2 separate regions of the Mus musculus genome follow, and region 2 is linked to region 1. Evidence: chromatin contacts called from public HiChIP or PLAC-seq data. All regions are on one chromosome and are shown on one strand. The core of a region is the stretch at or near the end of the contact, and the rest is flanking DNA. Distances in the headings are between cores, read along the strand shown. Region 1 overlaps Supt20 (SPT20 SAGA complex component). Region 2 holds the start of Spg20 (spastic paraplegia 20, spartin (Troyer syndrome) homolog (human)).

Region 1 (6,224 bases), core at 2,310-4,809:
ACAAAAAAACGAAGAAACCATAGAATCAAAATTATCCCAGCACTCAGAAGGCAGCGACAAAGGCAGGCTGATCTCAGGGAGTTGAGACCAGCCTTGTCTCCATAACATGTTCCAGGCAAACTAGGGAGTCACAGACCCTGCCTACACTCCCCAGTTACTCCCAAACCAAAAATGATAATTAGTACCCTTCACTAATGATGTACCACTTAGAAAATCAACTACATAAATTGCCAGTAATATAAAATATACCAACAACGAAATCCCAAGACTATCCTGAATATAATTATCTGCTCTTTAAAAACTAATTCTAAGTAACAACTGCACTCAACCTTACATCCACTGTCAAAACACACTGTTCTGTATCAGGTACCAACCCTCAGAGGGAAATGTACTCATCAGCTAGCAAGCAGCTCCTTGGTAGCTCTCTATAGGTTCTGGATGGCCCTGTCTATTACATATACTCATCAGGACTCACTGGGATGGAGACATTTGGCTGTCATTTTCTTCATCTGCTTTCCACGGCTGTATTTTACCATAGTAAAGTGGATCCCCAAGAGACTGCAAGATGGTCAGCTTTGTTTTCTGATACTGATTACCACCTTCACATTCAAATACATAATCGTCTTTTACATCCTGAAAAGAACAGAGAATCCCAAGTCATTTCTTCTCAAGTAGCAAAAGTTATCAACAACAACAAATAATAAAATAAAGACTAACTTCTGTCTGCTATATACATGGCACTAAAGGAATGTTTAAGGCCATGTATGATTGTGCATGTTATTGAATCATTTATTAGGAAAGTGTTATACATTTCTACACACAATGAAAAGTATAAAAAAAATGACTGGACATTGTCACAGCACTTAACAAGTAGTTTCTCATCCAACTGTCAACAAAACCCATGGCTGGTGTGGCCATTCCCACATTACAGGTACATGGACTTGTCAGGTGTGGTGGCATGTGTCTTTAACTCCAGCACTTGGGAGACAGAGGCAGGCTCATCTCTTTCAAGACCAGCCTGGTCTATACAATAAGTTCCAGGACAGCTAGAACTATATCATAAGAGCCTGTCTTACAAATAATAAACAAATAAATAAATGTAAAGGAATGTAACAACCCAAGCCCTCAGAGGGAACTGAGTTCACAGAGCCCTTTCTTTACCTTCCTTTATGCTAAGTGCTCCAATGTGGCATCTCTCCAAGCCAGGAAGACACTCACAGAGATTCACTCATTGTACACACAACTGCAATAGTTAACAATCTGAGTATAAAGTTTCAAAGTGGAAATATTTTTGTCATATGCCATTCATACAAAACATCCTAAAGATGTCTATAAATCTTATTATCTTGTGCTTAGAGTCCATTCAAAATGTTATTCCAACTTCTCCCTTTAAGAGACTATTACGATGAGAGCATCAGAACATTTCCCTTCAGAGCTGTCTTTAAGCCAGGCACTGTGGCACATGCCTATAATCCCAGTACTCAGGAGGCAGAGGCAGGCGGCAGAATGGCGACAAGTGAGAGAGCAGCTGTAAAGAAGCAAAGTTCCAGGCAAGCCTCGGTCACACAGGAGACCACCGCTCAAACAAGAACATCTTTACAAGAACACACTAATTTGAAACAAGACAGGTGAGGACCACCAACAAGTAGGCAGAACAGAACATTGCACTAGTTTTCTGAAAGAGTCTCACTCTGTAGCCCAGGCTGTCTCAGAGACATCTTTTTCCCAGCAGCAGTTTCCCTATTCTGGACTTACAGTTATGTACCATTGGGCTGGACTCCTAATTTGGTTTTTGAATAGCTCCCTATGTGGCTCAGACTGGCCATCAAGTTGAGAGCTTCCTGCCCCTGCCTCCAAGAGCTGAGATTACAGGCATGGGCTCCAATGCCCCACATAAAAAGGTAGTGTTATATTAAAACTTCTCTGTAAAGTGAAAAACACACTCAGGGTTAATTATATTTTCCTGAAGCCCACAAGTACTCCAAATACACTTAAAAAAAAACTTATACATTAAAAGTTGTTTTCTGTTTAATAACTTCAGAGCCCAGCTTATAAACAACATACTTTACAATACGGAAGAGGCACGTCTGGCACCTGGGCAGTGAAAGCCAGAGGATCAGTATGTCTGAGGTCAACCTTGACTACACTACAAGTTTGAAGCCAGTTTGGGCCAAAAGAGACACTGTCTCCAAACAAAAAAAATACACGGGCAACTGGATCATTAGTCAAAGAGATTGGAACTGATTACTTACATGAGCTGGCCACATTGTTGGCTGTGAGTCGTCAGATTTGATGGATTCCTCCACTTTAGCATATTTTTCCACCTAAACAATGAAGATGTTGAATCAAATATAGTCAGTATCGGAACAAAGACAAGAACCTGCACAGTTCACAGAATCAATGTGGGCACAAGGGTCTCAACTAGCAGTATCACCAAGCACTTGTCAAGTTTTAAACCTCCTGATATGTTTAATTAAGTGTCGCATGTGGGACTACAGATGGTTAAGAGGTTAAGAGCACTGGATGCCTGGAGGCCACATATGCAACAAGATAATATGGCTTTCTTTCTTGGTTTGTATACATAGTCTATAGATGTCTCTGGCTTTGTGCTTTAACTGTTAAAACAGCAAGAACTGCTAGAATTGTTACAAAAAGCATTCTTGAAATAGTAAATAATTTTTGAAACAACTATCATAAAGAATTAAGTAAACTGGCAAGATTGCTTAGCAGGTAAAGGCTCTTGCCACTGAAACTTGAAGTTCCGAGTCTGCAGCCCAGGAATACCGTGGTAGAAGCAAAGACTCATCCCTCAATGGTTGCTCTCTGGTTTTCCATATGTGTTATAGTCTGCACACGGACACACACACCAAATATATATCTAAAAAATACATACTAAGAGAAACAAAAAATGAAATCTAAAATAGTCCTTTATAATGCCTTTATGATCACTTAGCACTCATGTGTCTTATGAATATTAGTAAACAATACTATTGGTAATTCCAAATTTCTAAGATTACTCATCTTTAAATTTTACCAGTTTGAACACGGAAGCATTTTGAGTTAATTATGAAGGACCACTACAGAATGGCACAAGGTCATTTCCTGTCACTATATAAAATATGCCATACTCTTTCCACATTTGGAAGCCTTAACATTCTTTCTGCTCCTAACACAGAACTCTATTCAAATGTATGCTCTTATGTAACTAACTGAGGCTGGATTGGCGGTCCACTCAATACCACAGACTTACATGACTGATACGACAGACTCTTGAAATGACAACTTTTACTGTTTCAAACAAGCTGCTCTTTTCTTCCCTTCACTTCCTCACAGCACTGGCTTCCTAATGCTGGCCTTTGACCCTGTGTCAGTGTACAGCTTTTTCATGAACTTACATCTACTTCAGAAGGCACAGCCAAGTTACAGGGGCTCCGTTTCCACATGTCTACACACTGAAAAGTAAAAACAGTACAGTCACTCGGAAACCCTAAAGCACAGCCAGTCATTCGTACAGCGAGCACCTTAGCGACTACTTACATTTCCTGCTTTGGAAATTTTGAGGTCATAATGCTGGCCTGCTTTCCTTTCCTTCCGCTTTTGTAAGAAATCAAGTAGTCTCAGCTGAGGGGGAGGAGGGCCGTGAGAGAGGTCCTGCTGGCGGTTCAGGGAGGACCTGGAGTACCTCTTCCAACACCTACAACAGACAGGAAGCAATGAAGCAGCAACTCTACCACACGGGGAAAAGGAGCAGGCACAGATCACAGACTCCATCACAGATACCCACTTACCACACACACACTCACACACTCCATCTATAAATACAACTTTCACACCAGCAAGCTTTAAGCACAGGTGAAAGAAAAAGAACAAGACAAAATACTCATGACCATGGAGCCACACTAGTTTGAATCCAGAACTAGAGAGGCAGTCATTATAAGCTAATCTCTAAAAATTGTGATTGTATTTTCTCAAAACTCGTTAAGTTACACATTGTTTCCTTGTTAACTGATTCCAATTAGTGTTGAGAAGCAGTGAAGCAACTACCCTTCTGTTTCTATCTAGTCTTCTTACAGCCTCACAACCATTTTGGTGAACAGACCATAAACTTATAAAAGTTCCTTCTTTAAAAGACTGAGGAAAATATTACTTTATAATAATGCAGAAAATATTTTTTAAAAAGGTCTATAACATAAATCCACAATACAAGGCCATGAAAAATCCCATTTTTGAACTTAGAATTCCAGCCCTCACATGCCAAGGGAAAGGGCACTCTGGCTAGCAACGATGTCAAACTTAAGAGCCTGTGTTACCCAAGTGCTGGTGGTTACCGTTTCATTGGGCGAGTGTTCATCTTCTGCCGGTTATAGAGCAGCCTATTGGCAGTGCACGCTACTGCCACCGATGGGTCAAGACACAGTGGCTCTGCTGTAGCTAGAATCAGCTGGCTCTCAAGCAAAAGTTTGTCTTCCTGAAATACACAGTTGTATGTCAGCCTCAGATGCATTTTTGATAATGTAAACATACATCATTTACCCAGAAATATTCTCAGGAAGTTGCTGAAGACTAAAGTGAATGTAGCAGTAACTCAAGTTTGAACATTAACAAGATAAAGAAACTTCTAATGGAAACCGAATTATCTGCATGATTTATAAAACAGTCACATCCACGGAGTGGGTATTTATTTGGCTGTTTAAAATAGTGGATCCAGAAATGGTAGAATATCTGAGAATAGTTATACTCTCTCTTTTACTAGTCCTCGGCTTAAGAAAATGATGCTTTCTGCTCTCTAGTGTGAATGCAAGTTTGTCTCTAACAAGAACAACTTCCAACCTTATAGATAGAAAAATAACAGCCCAGATTAAACCTCATCACTCACGAGTTACAGATAAACTGAATCTTAATTCACAAGCACATTTCACAGAGGATAACCTCACATTACTGACATTTTCTCTCCAAAGCAACAGGTAAACAAGAGCTAGAACTAAAGTATCAATTAGCTGATGTCAGCGCTAAGAAGTCCTGTTAGACCGTGTGCGTGTGCGTGTGTGAGTGAGAGAGAGAGAGAGAGAGAAAGAGAGAGAGAGAGAGAGAGAGAGAGACACTCAGACCTCAGGAGGCTCAGGTAGCAGGATCTCAAATCCCAAGCCAGCCTAGGCTAGAGATCTTACCTCAAAAAGAAAAAGAAAAGAAAGGAAGAAAGGGATGAAGGAAGGAAGGGATAAAAGCCAGGCTTCCTGTAGAATTATAGAATCCTATATGAAGGAAAATCACAATCTATTTGTTTTCAATAGTAACAATGAAGCTTTTGTTCAAGAGGATAAAAAAAACAATTTTTACATTAGGCTTCATTGGTTAACTTAACTCCAGTTTATCAGCAAGGCTGGAAACAACTGGGACTGGACTATAAGCAGTTCCTTGAGGGATTTCTAAATATACAGGAAGTACAAGACCCTAAAGCTCGTAAGGGAACCTTGGTTTTGTCCAAGCATCCAACCTAACACACCACTCTAACGTCAGCAAGGGAGCGTCTCACTGATGCTTCACATTGAGTGTGGCCTACTTGGGGTTAGAGAGAGAACTAACCTGGGTCCACTTATGGTTGTCACTTGTTATAGAATGGACATCACAGACTAAAGTCTAGAAAAAACAAAACATTTAAAAAACAGGTATGTTCTTACAAATATACAGACATTTAATAAAAATCCAACTAAAACAAAAGCCAGTACTTTCTAATTAAACTTTCCATACCTGCATTGTTGGACGTAAGAGAATGTGCCTACTTTGGTAACCAGGAGACTTCATATTACTGGACTGCCTATAGTCACGTATTTCTGCTATCACACATCCACAATGAAAAATATTAACCTGTTAAGTAAAAAAAAAAACAATGTTCAGGTAAATGTCATTTTTCAGATAATATACAAGCTTTCAAATAATAAACGAGTTCACCAAAATAAGCAACCATGTAGTGAATGGTTCCCATTCTTTAAGCTCTATACATTCAGTGGGTCTCTTTACTGGATATACCTTTATTTATTTATTTATTTATTTATTTATTTATTTATTTATTTATTTATTTATTTATTTATTTCTAGGTTCATCATTATAAAGAGCAATTGCATCCACTGACATCAGGATGAAAGAGCAATTGCATCCACTGACATCAGGATGACTCTGGCGTCCGTACGTTAGAGGGGAGGTTACTGTAGCTCCTGAGACTGAGC
Region 2 (5,868 bases), core at 667-3,166, 400 kb before region 1:
CCTTTATACAGGTTTGGGGGTTTTTGAACTCAGGTCCTCAGGGTTAGTGTCCTCACTCCTGTTTAAATTTTCTAATAAAAGATGTAAGAAACACCTACTTTAAACTCAGCTATGTATGTGGTTCACTCTGCACCAGAAGTAAAGTTCTGATTAAAAATACTTGGAAACTCAGTTCTATTCCACGACAGAGAAAGTAGCAAATAACTGTGCTTATGGGGAAACAGCCAGCAACAGGAGTTCTGATGCCAGCATGCCTGGTCTGTTACAAAACGGGGAATGGGAAGGGTTTGTTATTCAGATTATATACTGGCAGGTTAACATTTATAGGGTACAAAGTGATTGTGAAGTCTGATTTTTGAACTATTCTAATTTTTTAATATTTGTTTTTTAGTATTTTTAATTATGCATATGTGGGGGAGGGGAGGTTCCGGTGAAGCTGGAAATGGGCACTGGGTACTCTACAAGTGCAGATAACCTGTTAACTGCTGAACCATCTTTCCAGTCCCATTATTCAGACTTTTAATTTAAATATAGAATGATGAAATAAGGCTAATTTACTCATCACCCAGATATAACATTTTTAAAATGAAAGTAGCAGATTTTCGTCTCTCTCTGACGTGTACAATATTTCATGATCAACTATACTGAGCATACTGTACTAAGCTACATCCCTCACTCCTCCTATCTGGGTCGGGAACATGGGGGACTGATTGTCAGGGAGGGTTCAACTCTAGAACCATTCCAACAATTCTTTCTTGCTTGGGAACTGTATGTTTCAGATTGTACCGCGCACCACGTGGGCAACAAACCACATTCCTCAAAATACAGAGGTTTCCTGTTTCAAACAAGTCCTCCACAAACACAATTAAGACCATCAGGAAGGCACACCAACCAAGACCAGTTCCCTCAGAACTAGGAGCACTCATTATTCACTTAATTGCTTCTGAAAATTTTAAAACAGTTGCTAAATTCTTAGGTATCCGAGGGTCATTTCATCGATCAAAAACCGTTCCGTTTATAATACAACAAAGCAAATCTCGAGGATCCTTAAGCAATCCCACAACCATGGGGAATAACGGAACCAGCCGTACACTAGAGCAATAAAGTAGCCTCACAAAACCACACACACTCCCAGAGAAAACTTTTCTAGACCTAAAGTTAGGCCTCGGGGGTCCTTTGAGATGCTGGAAGCCAGTAAACTTGTATCCCAATTACCAATGCCCGCTCCATTCACTGCCAGTGTTGTGGCTCCTGGCGCTTTCAGCTGCCAACGTTGGACAAGCTGTAGAGGAGCAAGAAAGCCAGTGGGGTTTGGAGAGGGAACAGTGGCGGACGCACACTAGGGATCACCAGAGATCAGGGATGGGAGGATCCGAACCAAGGGACAAGCGAGGATCAGGGATAGGTAAACGCACACCAAGGATGCGCGGGGGCGCAGGATTGAAGGACCAGCGCCGGGGATAAGAAGGGACCAAGGATGGGAGGGCCAGCACCAGGGATGCGCGGGTTCCTGGGGCAGGAGGATCTAGGACCTGAGCGCCGCTCCCCGGGCCAGAGCTGTAGGAGACGAAAGATGGGCGAAGGCTCCTTCAGTACTAGCTGGAATAGCCTCAGCAGGACTTCTGGAAACTTCCTTGGCAGAAGGGCTCTCAGCAAGATGCCGCCTGGACCCGGGCCGCAGCCCCCACCCCCGCTGGGCGTCCCGGGGTGGACCCGGCTCACAAAGCCCCGCGTGACGCCCTCTAGGTCCGGCCCCGCCCACGCGTCACCACACCGGCGCGGAGCTGAGCTTCTGCCCACTCTGACCTTCCAAAGGCGCACGGGTAGCCAGCGGTCCGCTCCGAGCCCGAGAGCCCACGGAGAGCGCGCAACTGCAGGCCCCACACACCCTCCGGCCTCAGCCAGGCCCAGGCCACGTCGGACCGCGCCTGCGCACTCCGTACCGGCTGCCCTGGGGCCGCCGAAGGGACCCGCAGTGCCACGGCAATGACAGCTTCCGGCCGCCAGGGGGAGACCTGGGTCGGGCACTGAGGATTGGGAGAACAAATGGTTGCCTGGAACCTGGGACCTTGCCTGACCTGTGCAAAGTGTTAAATCTGTGACATAAAAACAAAACAAACTAACAAACAAAAACCTCACAAGGCTGGGGGCTGGAGAGACGGCTCAGCAGTGAAGAAGAGGTCATTATTTTTTATTTGCTCTGTAATCCATAAAGAACACACCATAATAATTTATAAGTGCAACAATTAAAAGTGAATAAAAGATTTGAGTAGATCCTTCTTTAGACAAGATATACAGACCACCAGAAAGAATATCAAAAGATAGTGAATCCGCCGGGCGTGGTGGCACACGCCTTTAATCCCAGCACTCTGGAGGCAGAGGCAGGCAGATTTCTGAGTTCGAGGCCAGCCTGGTCTACAAAGAGAGTTCCGGGACAGCCAGGGCTATACTGAGAAACCCTGTCTCGAAAACAAACAAACAAACAAACAAAAGATAGTGACTATCACGAGTCTTCAGGCTAACTCAAATCAAAATGAGATGTAACTTCTGTCTCATTAGAATGGCTGTAATCAAAAGATAAGCAGAAAAGGGTTTGGCAAGATGGTTTTTTTTCCGGTCCTCCTGCCTTACTGGTGGGAGTGTTAAGTAACCAAAACCAGCCCAGCAAAGTCTACCCCTAGTTAGAATTGTTCATAAAATTATCCATTTATCTTGATTCAAATAATTCAGTCGTTGTAAAATTCCTTTCCCTCTCTTGACACCACCTGTAATCACCTGGGTAGAGTCCCGATGAGAGATGGTCTGCGTTAGGTTGGATGTGTGGGGGGTGTCTTAAGTTAATTGATGTGGCATGACCCAGCTCACTGTGGGCAGCACCATTTCCAAGATAGGAGGCCTTGAAAGAATGGAGAAAATGCACTAGGCACAAGCAATCAGGCAGGCAAGCCTGAGTTAATTCCTTTCTCCCTGCTCTTGACTGTAGGTGTGATATATCTAGATGTTTGATTTCCTGCTTGACTTTCTCATAATACTGGATTATAACCTGGACCAGTGACCTGAGTTAAACCTCTTCTTATTCCTCTGAATCATAGCAACAAATATAACTAGGACACACTCCTATTTATTTTGTTTAAGTGAATCAGGTAGGATTTTATAATGGCATCCTGCCTTTATTCTTTAACTGCTTTCAAATCATATGCTCAAAATCATTTTACAATGTCATATCTAGTGTGTGTGTGTGTGTGTGTGTGTGTGTGTGTTAGACAAAGAATCCCTCCATTTCTTCAGGCAATAAAATTAAGTCACTTGTCTACAGATCTACTTGCTACCAATTATAGTTACTCACACACTCAATTTCTAGGAAATACTTCAAAATGGCTTTACAAAGATTGACAATTTGGAGTGATTGGGACCAGGTATTTCCAGCATGCAGTGTTCAAATTAATGTCTTCATCCTCTAGTGGTATCTAGATGGGACACACACACACACACACACACACACTCACACACACACACACACACACATACTCACATACACTCACACATACACACACACACTCACACACACACACACACATACTCACATACACTCACACATACACACTCACACACACACAATCACATACACTCACACACACACATACTCACATACACTCACACATACACACTCACACACACAATCACATACACACACACAATCACATACACTCTCACACACACACTCTCTCTCTCTCTCTCTCTCTCTCTCACACACACACACATACTCACATACACTCACACATACACACACACACACACACACACACACACACTTGCAGCCATTCTCATCCCTAACCTAGCTTCAGCAACAGGGAGGAGAGGTAGTAGGAGAGATGCTGGGACCCCTCCTTCTGGGGAGGAAATCCCTCTCAACTGCTGGCCATGGACCCTGCTCTTGGCTGTAAGCATCTGGGGTAGTTTCCATTTCAGTGACATTAGAGAAGGGGGAAGGGGAGAGAAGGAGTGAGGGAGAGAAAGAAAGACTAGATTCAAATGCCAAAAACGTTGCTGTTCTTATTGAGTTTTAGGGATTTTTTGTTTGTTTGTTTTGTTTTTTAAGGGATGTTTCTTCATTTGCTGCATTCTATTAGGAACTTTGTAGAGACTTAAATTTAAAACAATTCCCCCCCTTTTTTTTTTCTGGGGTTTTACAGAGCCACAAAATACCACAGTGTCGTATATTTTAATGGCTTCAATGAAAAGTATGCAGCATATGTAAAATTAGGGTAAAAGTTTTATCTGAGGCTTTTTATCCTCTTTGATCAGTTTGATATCTCTGATTAAGTATTACCATTGCATTTTAAATGGTCAGCATGATATGGATGACTTGGCTAGCAATGAGGGCTCCTACTTTGCACAGGCTGCTTCTAAGCCAGTTCCGGTTATGTGCTCTGTGGTCATATGTATTTTGATAAAAATCCAGGGGCTCTTACCAGTTACAACTCTCCATTTTCTCATCCTCACTGATGAGATGGATGTGGGGATTCAAAGAGTGGACAAGTTAAGTTGGATACATGTTTAGTCTTGGTTCTGTGAGATATAATTATGTTCATGACTGCTTCTGTATACAGCTAGGCTATTGCTAAGTATACAACTAAGCTATTGTACCGGTGAAATGCTGACCTTCAGGGCCATTCTCACTACCAACTGCAGGCCCAGCTGACCCTGCATAACCCTGACATAAATAGGGACACTCTCCAGGGCCACATTGCTCTTTCATCGTATTGCATCTTCTAGGTCAAGTATTGCTCATCCAAAATGCCTGGGAGCAGAAATATCTCAGACTTCGCACACTTTAAAATTCAGAATATTTGTACAGACATGATGAGGCATTAGGGAGATGATGAGGCCTAAATTTCAACAAAATGTATTTACGTTTCATATATAACTTACACACACAGGCTTAAGGTAACTTTACACAGTTTTAAGTGAGTTTACATCTTGACTGTCACCTATGAAATCAAATGAGGGGTTTGGATCCATGGCATTGCAAACTTTCCAGTCTTGGAAATTTCCAGCCTCCTAGATTAGGAATGATCAACCTGCACAATATTCAGCATCACGTGGGTGGAGCAGAGACAGGAGTTGAACTTCTTAGACCAAAATACAACCTACAGAGTTAGTCCAGCCTCTAGGCTTAGGCAAAAATATAAGCAAAGGCCTTGCTTTTTCCATCATCAGCTTGTCAAGCCCTCTGTCAGTTATCCTCATACTTTATAAGTGAAGAGATGGTTAAGTGGGTAAGAGCGTTTGCTGAACAAACATGAAGGCACGAGTTTGAATCTCCAGCACTGATGTAAAAGGCCAGTCATGGCCACTCCTCAGCCCCGAGGGAGGCAAGAGGACTTGCACGGGCTTGCTGGCACTGTCTCAGCGAGAGAGCCTGTCTCAATACCAAGGTAAAGAATGGTAGAGCAGGTCCCGAGTGTCTTCTTTCGGCCTCTGCAATTCCCAACCCACCAGCTCTCACACACTAACTAATGAATCAACTAGAACTGTCCACATTAAATTATGAAACCGAAACAAAGTCTCCTAGATTTCATAACGTTGGTCTTGACAAACAATGCTAAAGGAGATGAATTTTACATATTCATCTATTCTCTCTGGAAACCTGACGATGTTTCCTAAAAGGAAGATTGTTTAGACCAATTAAGCTCAGTAGTATTTATTTGAGTAAAACAAGGTGAGGTGCACTTTCTGAGAAATACAGCATGATCTGACAGCATTGATAGTCAAATGAAAGGCGGCCTAGTGTAATCTGACGAGCTCTGCTCAGCCAACCAGCCCATTGGTTACAGCTTAAGCAGTAACTTACAGCTTAATTAATTA

What was found. HiChIP or PLAC-seq counts read pairs in DNA pulled down with a chosen protein or histone mark.
Region 2: an H3K27ac HiChIP or PLAC-seq map of microglia shows a contact between it and region 1, with 6 times the contacts expected there. The contact joins the promoter of Spg20 here to the enhancer-like site in region 1. A contact is called at or near these places in 6 of 115 datasets of contacts at active chromatin or transcription factors (craniofacial prominence, embryonic basal ganglia, embryonic forebrain and 3 more) and 1 of 9 other capture datasets (liver).

What each region holds. Positions count from the first base shown.
Region 1 is chr3:54,706,501-54,712,724 of GRCm38.p6, reverse strand. It overlaps Supt20 (SPT20 SAGA complex component), which reads right to left. Exons shown (of 25, transcript NM_001358015.1): 7 at 5,749-5,865; 8 at 5,584-5,637; 9 at 4,329-4,468; 10 at 3,538-3,694; 11 at 3,396-3,452; 12 at 2,253-2,324; 13 at 476-633. Among named protein-coding and RNA genes, the nearest start is that of Supt20, 14 kb to the right of the region's middle. Within about 2 kb of position 3,559, at least 85 of the 459 cell types and tissues checked have an H3K27ac peak or open chromatin away from gene starts, as enhancers often do. A contact at or near this core is called in microglia, where this site is marked.
Region 2 is chr3:55,108,156-55,114,023 of GRCm38.p6, reverse strand. Spg20 (spastic paraplegia 20, spartin (Troyer syndrome) homolog (human)) reads right to left here and starts at 1,916. Exons shown (of 9, transcript NM_144895.2): 1 at 1,807-1,916.